Regions from separate parts of the Hordeum vulgare genome. Here region 2 is linked to region 1. Evidence: chromatin contacts called from public Hi-C data. All regions are on one chromosome and are shown on one strand. The core of a region is the stretch at or near the end of the contact, and the rest is flanking DNA. Distances in the headings are between cores, read along the strand shown.

What was found. Hi-C and Micro-C count contacts between places; a contact is called where the count stands out from the background.
Region 2: a contact with region 1 is called in a Hi-C map of leaf, with 4 times the contacts expected there. The contact joins the promoter of LOC123433416 here to the promoter of LOC123433348 in region 1. A contact is called at or near these places in 2 of 6 Hi-C or Micro-C datasets (leaf and seedling).

The regions. Positions count from the first base shown.
Region 1 is chr1H:315,328,276-315,333,450 of MorexV3_pseudomolecules_assembly, reverse strand. LOC123433348 (F-box/LRR-repeat protein At3g48880) reads left to right here and starts at 2,725. Exons shown (of 3, transcript XM_045115449.1): 1 at 2,725-2,983.
Region 2 is chr1H:316,151,005-316,156,179 of MorexV3_pseudomolecules_assembly, reverse strand. LOC123433416 (NAD-dependent malic enzyme 59 kDa isoform, mitochondrial) reads right to left here and starts at 3,022. Exons shown (of 19, transcript XM_045115454.1): 1 at 2,700-3,022; 2 at 2,499-2,595; 3 at 2,239-2,357; 4 at 1,954-2,121; 5 at 1,532-1,660; 6 at 1,384-1,444; 7 at 1,069-1,172; 8 at 912-995; 9 at 706-812; 10 at 483-597; 11 at 224-337; 12 at 57-122. The coding sequence starts at 2,852.

The sequences.
Region 1 (5,175 bases), core at 1,476-3,975:
GCACCGCAATGCTAATTATGCTCCTTGATAGTTAGAGGTTCAATAGTAATGGGCAGTACGCCAAGACAAGTAGATCGTTTATTCGTCAACATCTACTTACTAATCATCCACCTTAAGATATCTATCCAGAACATCTCTCCGGTATTAAGTTGCGAGCCCCACCCAAAGTGTAAACTCAAAGCAACAAACAACTGCATTAACGAACTATGTGCAAGGTAAACAATCCTTGCAACCGTGGTCATAAGCACCGTTGTTTTCTCCCTGGTGGAAACAAGCACATCCCCTAGTCTCATGTTTCTGTCACTCAAGATCGACATCGAGGGGCCCGAACCCACAATCATGCATAACGCTCCCTCTTGGAGTTACGATCTACTACTTGGCCAAAGCAATAAAAAGCAACGGAGAACATGCAAGAATCACTAAGGAACATAATATAAAAGGATAATCAAATATATAACTCATAACAGTCTGAACATAATCTCATAATCCATCGGATCCCAACAAACCGAGCATAGCAAAAGCAAGAGAATTACGATAAATGCCTTGATCATGTAGGGCAGCTCAGAAGGACTAACCATTGAAGCACAAGATTGGAGAGAAGACATCACATAACTACTGGTCATGGACTCATAGTCTAAGGAGGACTACTCACGGCATGTTCGGGAAGCGTCCATGGCGGTGGAGAAGCTCCCGGAGGTCAATCCTCCCTCCGGCAGGGTGTCCGGAAGAGGTCTCCTGACGCTCCCGATCTTGGAAGCATTCCGACGGCGGAACGATGGAGAAATTCACGATCCTAGAAAGTCTGCGAGGATTTCCTCACGGATCTCTAAATATATGCCAAAGGAGGGCACCGGAGGAGGTGGGACCCACCCAGACGACCTCCTGGCACGGCCTAGGGCCTGGCCGCGCCAGCAGGCCGCCTGGGAGGCCCCTGGCCCCCCTCCGGCCCTCCTTCGGTGATCCCGAAGCTTCTGTTTTGCTAATTTTTTATATGTTTTTTCTGGATTTTTCCGGGCTTCGAAAAATTGGGTAAAAGACCTTGCAAAATGGACATCAACAGACAGAAACTGGCACTGGGTGCACTGAGTTAGTAGGTTAGTCCAAATATGTGTAAAATAATATAAAAGTGTAGCAAAACACATAACATTGTCACCCAAAAGATCATGGAACAAGCAGAAATTATAGATACGTTTGGGACGTATCAGTGACCGAGTTACTCCAGGCATACCGAGTGACGGTTGCTGAACCGAGTGAGGTCGAGGCTGCACCGGTGACCTTAAGGACATTGGTGTCCGTAAGGGGTCCTAGGTAGGCCTAGGGAAGCAGGTCCGTAGGCCTACCCCTAATATACAACCCTATCATGATGTAGTCGAATGCTTTGGCTAAGTCGAGCTTGAACACCAAGAAGAACGCGACACACTTTTGACAGCACTGCACCAGCTCCACCGCGTAGACGAAGTTCTCGGAGATGCTTCGCCCAGACAAGAAGCCGGACCGGTCCTCGTTGATGGGACCCACAATTTGCTGCTGAAGCCGAGTGGTAAGAGCATCTCCAGCTGTTAGGCGCCCTCAGGGGCCGAAATAGCGCCGTTTGGGACCCAACCGGCGCAAGAAACGACCTGGGCGGGTTCGGGGTTCCAGCCACGCCTCCATCCCAGCCGGCCACTTGGGAGAGAGACAGAGAGAGAAAAGATTCCTTTTTTGCATGCACATGGTGGGTCTAGCAAAAAAGGGAGGAGAAAGAGAGGAGAGAGGTTGACAAATAGGTTTTGTGCATGCAAAAATAGCGTCGGTCGCCTCAAGCCCCAGGGAACTGGGTTCAGTCTGGACCGTCAGGACCAGTCACCGTGGGGACGCGACTGGACGATTTTTTAACGCCGATGATTAGAAAAACGCTTGGAAGAGGCGTGCCTGGAGATGCTGTAAGACCCGTAGAGGATCTTCACATCACCGTTCTGTGAAGTAGTATGATTTTAAACATTTAGTGCACGTGTTGGCCAAAATCATGCCCTCGTGTCACTTTCGCTTGACTCACACGTCACGCGATGTACTCCTACCATGGCAGAGAGATCTTCACAGGAACTTCCCTGACCGAGGAAGTCAGGGCGAGGTCATCAAACGCATCACGCAAAAAGCAGATATCTGGCAGAGAAAGAAGCAAGGAAAAAACAGCTCACCACCGGCAGGCAAATCTTTCTATCTGTCCTGGAAAGGTAGACGGGAGGGAGAGACGGCAGAAGGGTGACGTCGCAGAGAGGGACAGCTGAGGCGGTCACCGCAGGGGAGGGGAAGGAAGGGAGAGAGCCTTTTGTCGGCCTCCCCGGCCGTCCGCGTGGAAGGAAGAAAGAAAAGCAGCGGCAGCGAGGGAGGCATATTCGTCCCCCACTTGCCCGGGCGATCGGCGTCCGGGAAAAGCCGCGTTCGCCGCACGCTCCACTGTCCTCTGCGGTCTGCCCCGCTGACGACGAGACCATCGGCTGGACTGCTGAAAGGGTCGGTTCCTTTTCCCTCTGCTCCGGTTCCCACGTCCAGAGGACACGTCCCAGCTCTGCTGTCCGGTTACCAGATCGAGTGGGAACGCCGTAGGATCTGATTAAGCCAAACCAAGCCAATGCGTCCAGCATCACTGGAACGTAATTAACGTCGCCTTAACAATCGTTCCGTTCCACGGGAATTGAGCAACAGCGTTACAACAACCACGGCCAGGCTGAGGCAGGCCGACGCGGTATTTAACGCCCAGCAATACGCACGCGCCCGCTCCGCTTCCTTCCTTCTCTTCGCCCCGGTCGAGGAGGGCCGAGAGGGAGACCGAGACCCATGCTCGCCACCACGACACCCCGACCCAGCCTCCGCCGCTCGTCGCCGGCCGTCGCCGCCGAACCAGCTCCCGGCCCCGATCTCCTCCTCCCGAGCCAGCGCCCGTCGGGGCCGCGCCGGTCGCGCCCCGGCTTCCTCCTCCCCCTGCCCCCGGAGATCCATTCGGGTAATACTTCCATCTCTCTCCCTCCCTCCTGGCTTCCCTAGGCCCGATCGATTTCGCGCCCCCCTAGTCGTCGCCGCGGGTAATTGGTACGAACCCGTCGCGGGATTCCGCGCCGGCCTCTCGCCGTTGCTGGGTTAGCCGTCAATTGCCTGCTGACTGCTCGCGCGGCTGGATTAACCGATACGGTTGGCTCTTCCGCCGTCCACGAGTTCGCTCGGGTGCGGTGGTCGGTTGGTGCTGACGGATTGCGCTCCTGGAGTATGGGAACCATGGAATTGTTCGAAATTCATGCTCCTGTCTGTCTGTCTGTCGGTTCGCGTGTCGGTTTGCTGCTCGTGCGATTCGCGAGAAGGACATCGCCTAGTTTCTCTCATTTTTCCTCGCTCCGTTGGAACTCACTTTGTGCGTGGTTATCGGAAAGCATGATCTGTTCATTCAAAGTCAGGTTCTTATGTTTTTTTTCCTGTTTCTCTACGGTAAATTGCGTGGCAAAACTCTGAACCTTGTGTCAATGGTTTCGTCATCTATGGAAAATGGAACCGGGGGCAGGGCCCTGTTGATCCAAGGAAAAAATTGGGCGGCTACCTGGTCAGGGGGAGGGAATGTTAAACAGGTGCATACACGGTGTTGTGGATCATCCGCAGTGAAAATTGCATTTGTGGGCACCTGTGCCAGTTACTGGATCAGTGGGTTAGTGGTGAATGAGATAGATTCGACCTTCTTCAAATACCCCTTCTCTCTGAAGAGATTTTTAGGTTGTATTCCTTCTCTGTTGTCAATGAACTAGAGTTTTATAGTTGCATTTCCTTCCTATTCTGTAGTCACTACATTTCTGAGTAGGCTATAGCAACCGTAACCATGAATTTGGGCTTTCAGCTTTGTTATTTCTTTCCAGCTATTTCAACCGTAAAATGTTACTCAGTGGAGGGTTCTTAAGGTGGTTGTTTAGCTGTGGAAGTAGCACATTTCCCATTTCTCCAGTTAAAAGGGCTGAAATCTCTTGTGGGCTGCTTTCTCTTTTTAATGTGTCTTTGTTTTGCTTATATATATAGGATTCTAAGTATGCATAGTGTACAATACGTACCTTTTCATCTTAATCTCCCAAACGGGTGTGGATTTTGTCTGTTTGGGGTCGGCTAGGCGGATGCCAATGTCCATTTTTGTGCGCCGGCCCATAGGTGCGCCCAATGCGGACGAACGCATTTCACATTTGCATTCGCGGACAGATGGATTTTGAATTATTTTTTTGAAGAACGGACGGCAGAAGTCCAGTTTTCATTAATTAAAACTAAAAAACATTAAATTAAGCATAAAAGTAAAGACAGCCTGCAGCGGGCGGTAGATCCAGTCGGCGTCCTTCTTGGTCAGGTCGACGTAGACCGTCGCCTCTATCCACGAGAACGCCTGCTGGAAGGCTACGAGCACTGCAGCCTACTACGCCGCATCCGGCTGCGCCGCCTGCTCAACCACGTACTAGTGTGCTGCCTGCTGCTGCTCTGCATGCTGCTCAGCCTCCACCAGGTATTGCTCGGTCTCCTCGTTGGTCGCGCCCACCTACACGGTCGGGCACGACACATACATAGGCACTACTCGTCCGCGACCACCTCTGTGCAGACTCGGGTGCAAGTGGTGGCAGTGGGGGTGCGTTCGCCTGCATTCCGACCGCCAAATCGGCCAGCGCCTGCACAAGGCCAGGCCACTTGGCGAACTCCTTGAGCTTGGACTCCCCGATGGCCCTCTTATCTGCCTCCTAGAGGCCGGAATGTAGGCCTCCTCCTGATCCTCCTACTTCACCACCACTGGTGGTGGTGGTGGAGTGGGTGCACGGAACGCAAGCTCGAAGGATGACCGGTGGCGCTCCTTGTGCTCGGTGGAGAACCACGTGTCCCAAGTTCGGCGAATTCATCACATACGTTGGGTCGCACCAGAGGTAGGCCGAGAGTTGAGCACGGTGGTGGAGGATCTTTGCCAGCCACACGCGGTCTGAGGTCAGCACTGCCTACACCGGAACCCTATCGGGGTTGAGGTGCCACCCGTACGACAGGTTCACGTGGGTCCACGACACCGCCACCCGATGCTCCTAGAAGTACGATAGCGGTGCATCGGCACGTATAGGTGAAAGCGTGGTCGTGGCTCAATACTTGGCGACGCCATGGCAAAGTTGGTCGGGCGTCGTCGCCCAGACGAGCTGC
Region 2 (5,175 bases), core at 1,773-4,272, 820 kb before region 1:
CACCATCAGCTTCCAGCAGTGATGAGATAATAAGATTACACAACGATGGAGCTTACCTCCTCGTTAAATATCCCGCCAACTCCAGATAGTCCTAAAAGAACATGAGGCCTCACTTTCTTGACCTGACAATGAGCTGAATTAGTTCAACTACAGAAGGAGTTGGAAGTCTTTTCTGCTAATAATATTGATTAAGAATGAACAAAGAACATCAAAGTTTAAATACCACTTCAACAAGACTAGCCCCCTCATGGAGATCTTCGACCTCTTCAGGACCGTAACCTCTAGCAAAACGAGCAACGGCTGGATCCAGATCCTTTCTACTTTTGGTAATAAGGCCCTGCATGGTACAGCATAACAGTCGCACATAAATAACCAACCTATTGCAACCAGGACTTAGCATGAAAGTGGAAATTGAATACATATGACACGCAAACTGGTAAAAAGCATGAAACAATGTGTTTGATTGGATAAATTAAACTTACATCTTTGTCCAGAACCCAGAATTGATTGTGTCCTTCGCCGAGTTCTCCAATTTTATGGGTCCCTGGCATCCTTAGCATTGCATGTTTAGCCATGTTAAGCACACCTATCCCAGCACTGGATTCTGAAGAGGTGTTAGAATGGACAAAACAGAATTTTGACGAGCAATAGTTTATATGCAATAGGCTGAGGTAATTGTACAAGCATGTCAAACGTATCACGGACCTTCCAGCTCCCACCACAACTATCTTCTGCTTAGTAAAATCTGCGAGGGGTCGACCTTGTGCTCTAACAGCTCCAAGTAGACCAGCTAGAGCAACTCCTGCTGTCCCCTATCGAATATGAAGGCCCCAAGAAATGATGAATTAAAACTGAAATAAACAAAAGAGTGCTAATAACTTACAGAAAACAAAGTTGGGGAATCAAAGTACCTGCACATCATCATTGAACATGCAAAATCGGCTCCGATACCTCTGAAGAGTTTCAAATGCCCATTTCATTTGGAAGTCTTCAAACTGAAATTTCACCACTTCAGCAATGGAGCATCATTGACTTAGCAACCAAAGTATGACTGCAGCACACACGTACCTGCACAATTGCTTTAGGCCACCGTGCATGAACAGCTTCCATGAACTCATCTACAACAGCCAAGTATTCCTCTCCTTCCAACCTAGGTTGCCTCAATCCTAAATCTAAGAAAATATTCACTTAATAAGCAACACTATGATGCAGGCATTTACTCCAAACAGTAAGAGTTTCTACTTTGTTTCCTTATAAAGAAGAATGAGTAGAACTTCAAGTTAATCTGAGTATGCTGACTATGCTCAACTGTGCTTGTCACAAAACTAGATAAAAAAACATTTTATAATGTTTCAGAAGTTGTGTTTAATGCATCTTACGCACATAGCTTGTCTTCAAGGAGTTTTTCATTATTTGTTCCCACGTCAAGCATTATTGGGAGAACCTGCAAGGAGAATGGACAAATATAAAAAGGGGGGGTGCCATTAACTGATGTTCTTTCTATGTTCCAAAAAAGTAGCAAATCACATACCTTCTGTGGGTTGATACCAGCAGCTGCAACATAAACATCAAGTTTACCAATAGGTATGCCTATGCCCTGAACTCCAAGATCACCTAAACCTAGAATGCGACTCCCATCAGTCACAACTATCATGTCAACCTGAAATAAGCAACGAAGAAAGTTCAGTACAGGTACATAACTCTGGAAACCCACTAATATTATTGTGTAGCAATTCAGATGGATATAGCTACAGACTGGCTTTTAAAAAAGGGTAAACAACTAGAGAACAAATTAGTGTTCCATTGATATTGATAGGACGCCAGCTAAAATTTCCATATTGATATTATACTGCATTCATAAAACCGCTACCTGGAATAACCTGAACCTCCTGTGTCCAACTACATTGGTAGCAAAAAATATATAAATCAAGTTCCCGAAATAGTCAAGTGTACCTTCTCTGCTGGCCAGTTGTAAATCATCGACATCATCTCCCCTTTATCCTTTGCACTGAAGTACATCCCGCGGGGACGCCTGAACAGCCCGCTGTAGTTTTCGCAGACCAAGCCCACAGTAGGGGTGTATATGATGGGCGCAAAATCCTTGATGTTGTCAATTAGCACCTGCAGCAGAAACAGACCATAGCACCACACACACACACACACATCAAACACCTCCTTGCGGTGACTAAAAAGACACGCGCATGCCAACCAATGGGAAGTGTGACAGTGGGAGTTCACCCTGTAGTACAACGTCTCGTTCCGGTCGTGCAGCCTGTTAAGGATCCTCCACTTGGCCAGCGAGACCACGGAATCGGGCTCCCCCTGCGTGTTGTGCTCCAGCGAATGGTACGAGTTTACTGCGACACGGAGCGCTCGCGACATTAGCGACCAAAAAGATAGGCGTGATCTCGGGAGGGATACATACGGCCGGTGGGGCTAGCGTGAACAATACAATGACGCGACAGTGCGAGTGAGGGTGTGGGGGCTAGACGACTCACTGAAGCGCTCGTACTGCTGCTCGAAGGACATGACCCGCGGCGGGAGCAGGCCCCGGAGGCCGAGGCGGTCGCGCTCCGTGAGGGGGAACGCCGTGTCCTGCGCGAAACGAAAATCGAAGTGAAATCGGAAACCGCCAAGGCGCGCGCGGATGGCGGGATCGAGGGAGGGGCGGCGAGGCGGGGCGGGGCGGGGGCGGGTACCTTGTTGTACCAGGGGTCGTGGAGGATGTCGGTGCCGCGCTTGTGCACGATGCAGGGGCCGCGCACGGCGGCGCCGGCGCCCGCCGAGGGGGCGGACGTGGACAGGAGCCGCCGGATCTGCGCCGACCGCCGGGCCGCCGCATGGCGCCACATCACGTACGCTGGGTCAGCCGCGGCGCCGCTCGCGGTCCGTCGGTCGGTACGGTGATCGGGGCGGGGAGAAGACTGTGTTGGTGGTGCGTGAGGTGAGACCGAGCTTCTCGGAGGCGAAGCGAGAAAGAGAGAGAGAGAGAGGGAGATTTCAAGGGGAGTGGAATGCGTCGTCGCCGCGTGGTGCGGGCACTCGCGGTGAGGACACAGGACAGGAGGGCCCGGGTGCGACGTGCGATGCCGCGCCAGCTGGTCGTGCTGGCTGGCTTTGCTGCTACGGGGGCGGTGAGGGTCGCGCGCGGAGCAGCGGACGCGGGGCGGGACGCGGCTCTACTAGTGAAGGCGCTGTCGCGACTTTCGGGCAACGAGAAGAGGAATTTGCTGAGCACACGCGGTGGCGGTGCGGATCTCTCTCCTTTGCGCCTGCCTCATGTCAACTTTATTTTTCTCTGCGGGGGCGGGGATGCTTGATGTCAACCGGGGTGGTGCGAATGTGCATGTCGAGCGCCGCAGCTTTGCTATAGTTGCGACGGATTTAGGCCAGCGAACCCACGGACGCTTTGCACGCGCACGCTATTCTGCTTTGCATGCACGCGCACACGCAAATGTGCGACGTGTTACGCCGATGTTTGTATAATTGTACTGTAGTATTTGGGTAAGAAGAAACAACCAAAGACGTGTTTGCGCCAGACTACTAGGGCGAGGAGAATGGGTGGTCGGAGCGGCTGCGTGCCGGGCTGACACGAATCAGATGCGTTTGCGAGAAACTGTTCGGAACCGTTCGCGCGCCGATTCGGAAAGGCCCCGCCGACCCGACCCCAAATCTGCGCTAGTAGCGCCTAGAACTGCGCTTTCAGCCCTTCTTTCTTTTTTTTGTCCTCGGACTCTCAGTGTTGCTAAATTTCGTGTTTTGATTGTTTTTGCCGAAGTAAATTAAAATCAGGCTTTACTCCTAAATCCTCATCAGGAACATAATTCTCATCTTCATCATATTTGTCAAATTCCTCGTCGGGCAACTTGGTCTTACGAATGTAACTGTGCAACGACATACAAGCAATAATAATCTTTTTTGCCTACGAGAGTTGAAATTGGGTACCCTTCAAGATGCCCCATTTAGCTTCGAGCACTCCAAATGATCGTTCAACAACATTTCTAAGTGAAGAATGCGCATGATTATACACCTCATATTTTTTCACCGGTTTTCTTTCATTATGAAATTCTGGGACATGGTGTATTTGACCTTTATAAGGAGCAAGATATCCTCCATGGTTTGGATTTCCGGAATCGACGAAGTAATATTTTCCTATAAAAAGAGAACCAACATTGTTCTGCATGGTTGTTGAGAAGCAAGTAAAGGCAGGTATGTAATGCTCAACAATAAATATTAGTACCTCATAGGAGTGTAGGAAACCTATGTGCATACCTGACCAAGCTATCATTTAAGATTCTTGTGGCATGTGCTGAACCGGGCCAACCAGCAATAACAAAAGAAACTAAGATTGCAATCTGGATATTGCGAATATAAAAGGAAATATTTATTGATGAAAGTGGGGTTCTGTGACGCCTTTGTCTGGTCGTGGAACACAAACAAAGAACGCGAAGTTGTAGCTATGGCAAACTTGTAATCTAAACAAAAACCCCGTCTAAACGACGCCCTAAGGGCTATATATATGGGGGAATAGAGGAGGAACTTCGTGACCCCTTGTAGGAGGGGTCCAAAACCGACCCTAACTCCGTTTTTTCACACATGCGGACTCTAAAAATAGCCTATAATATGGTATTTAAAAATTACATGGGCCTGGCCCAAAAATAACTTGGCGCAACACCTATAATAGCCTATGGATAAATTTTATAAAGTGACGTCTTGAATATTTCGTCCAAGCCTTCATGCTCTCCTTATGGTGGCTTCAAAGTGCGAAAATCACGAGTGGAAGCTCCATTGTTCTTTCCCGCACGTGCACCTTCTTCTCCATGCTTGATCCCGCTCCAACGAATATCCTCCTTATCCATGCTAGGTCCTCCATTCATAAGTACAACAAAAGTATCTAACTTAGGCAGCATCGTATGTTCATGAATTATGTGCTTGGTCGAAAGGCACACGTCGCGCTCGTCCCACAAAATTCGGGCCTCGTTGCTGTCGTTGTTGTTGTTGTTGGAGAGAGGCGGAAGCTACAGCGGGTGGTGGTAGACGAGCAAGCACCTCACTAAACTTGGTGTCCATCTTGGTGTCGAATGTTCTCTCCAGACCATCTAGTTTCTCCATGGCCTTTTCAAGGCTGGTCACGAAGTCTTGCTCCTGGTCAGCCATCATTTGCTGAAATTTATC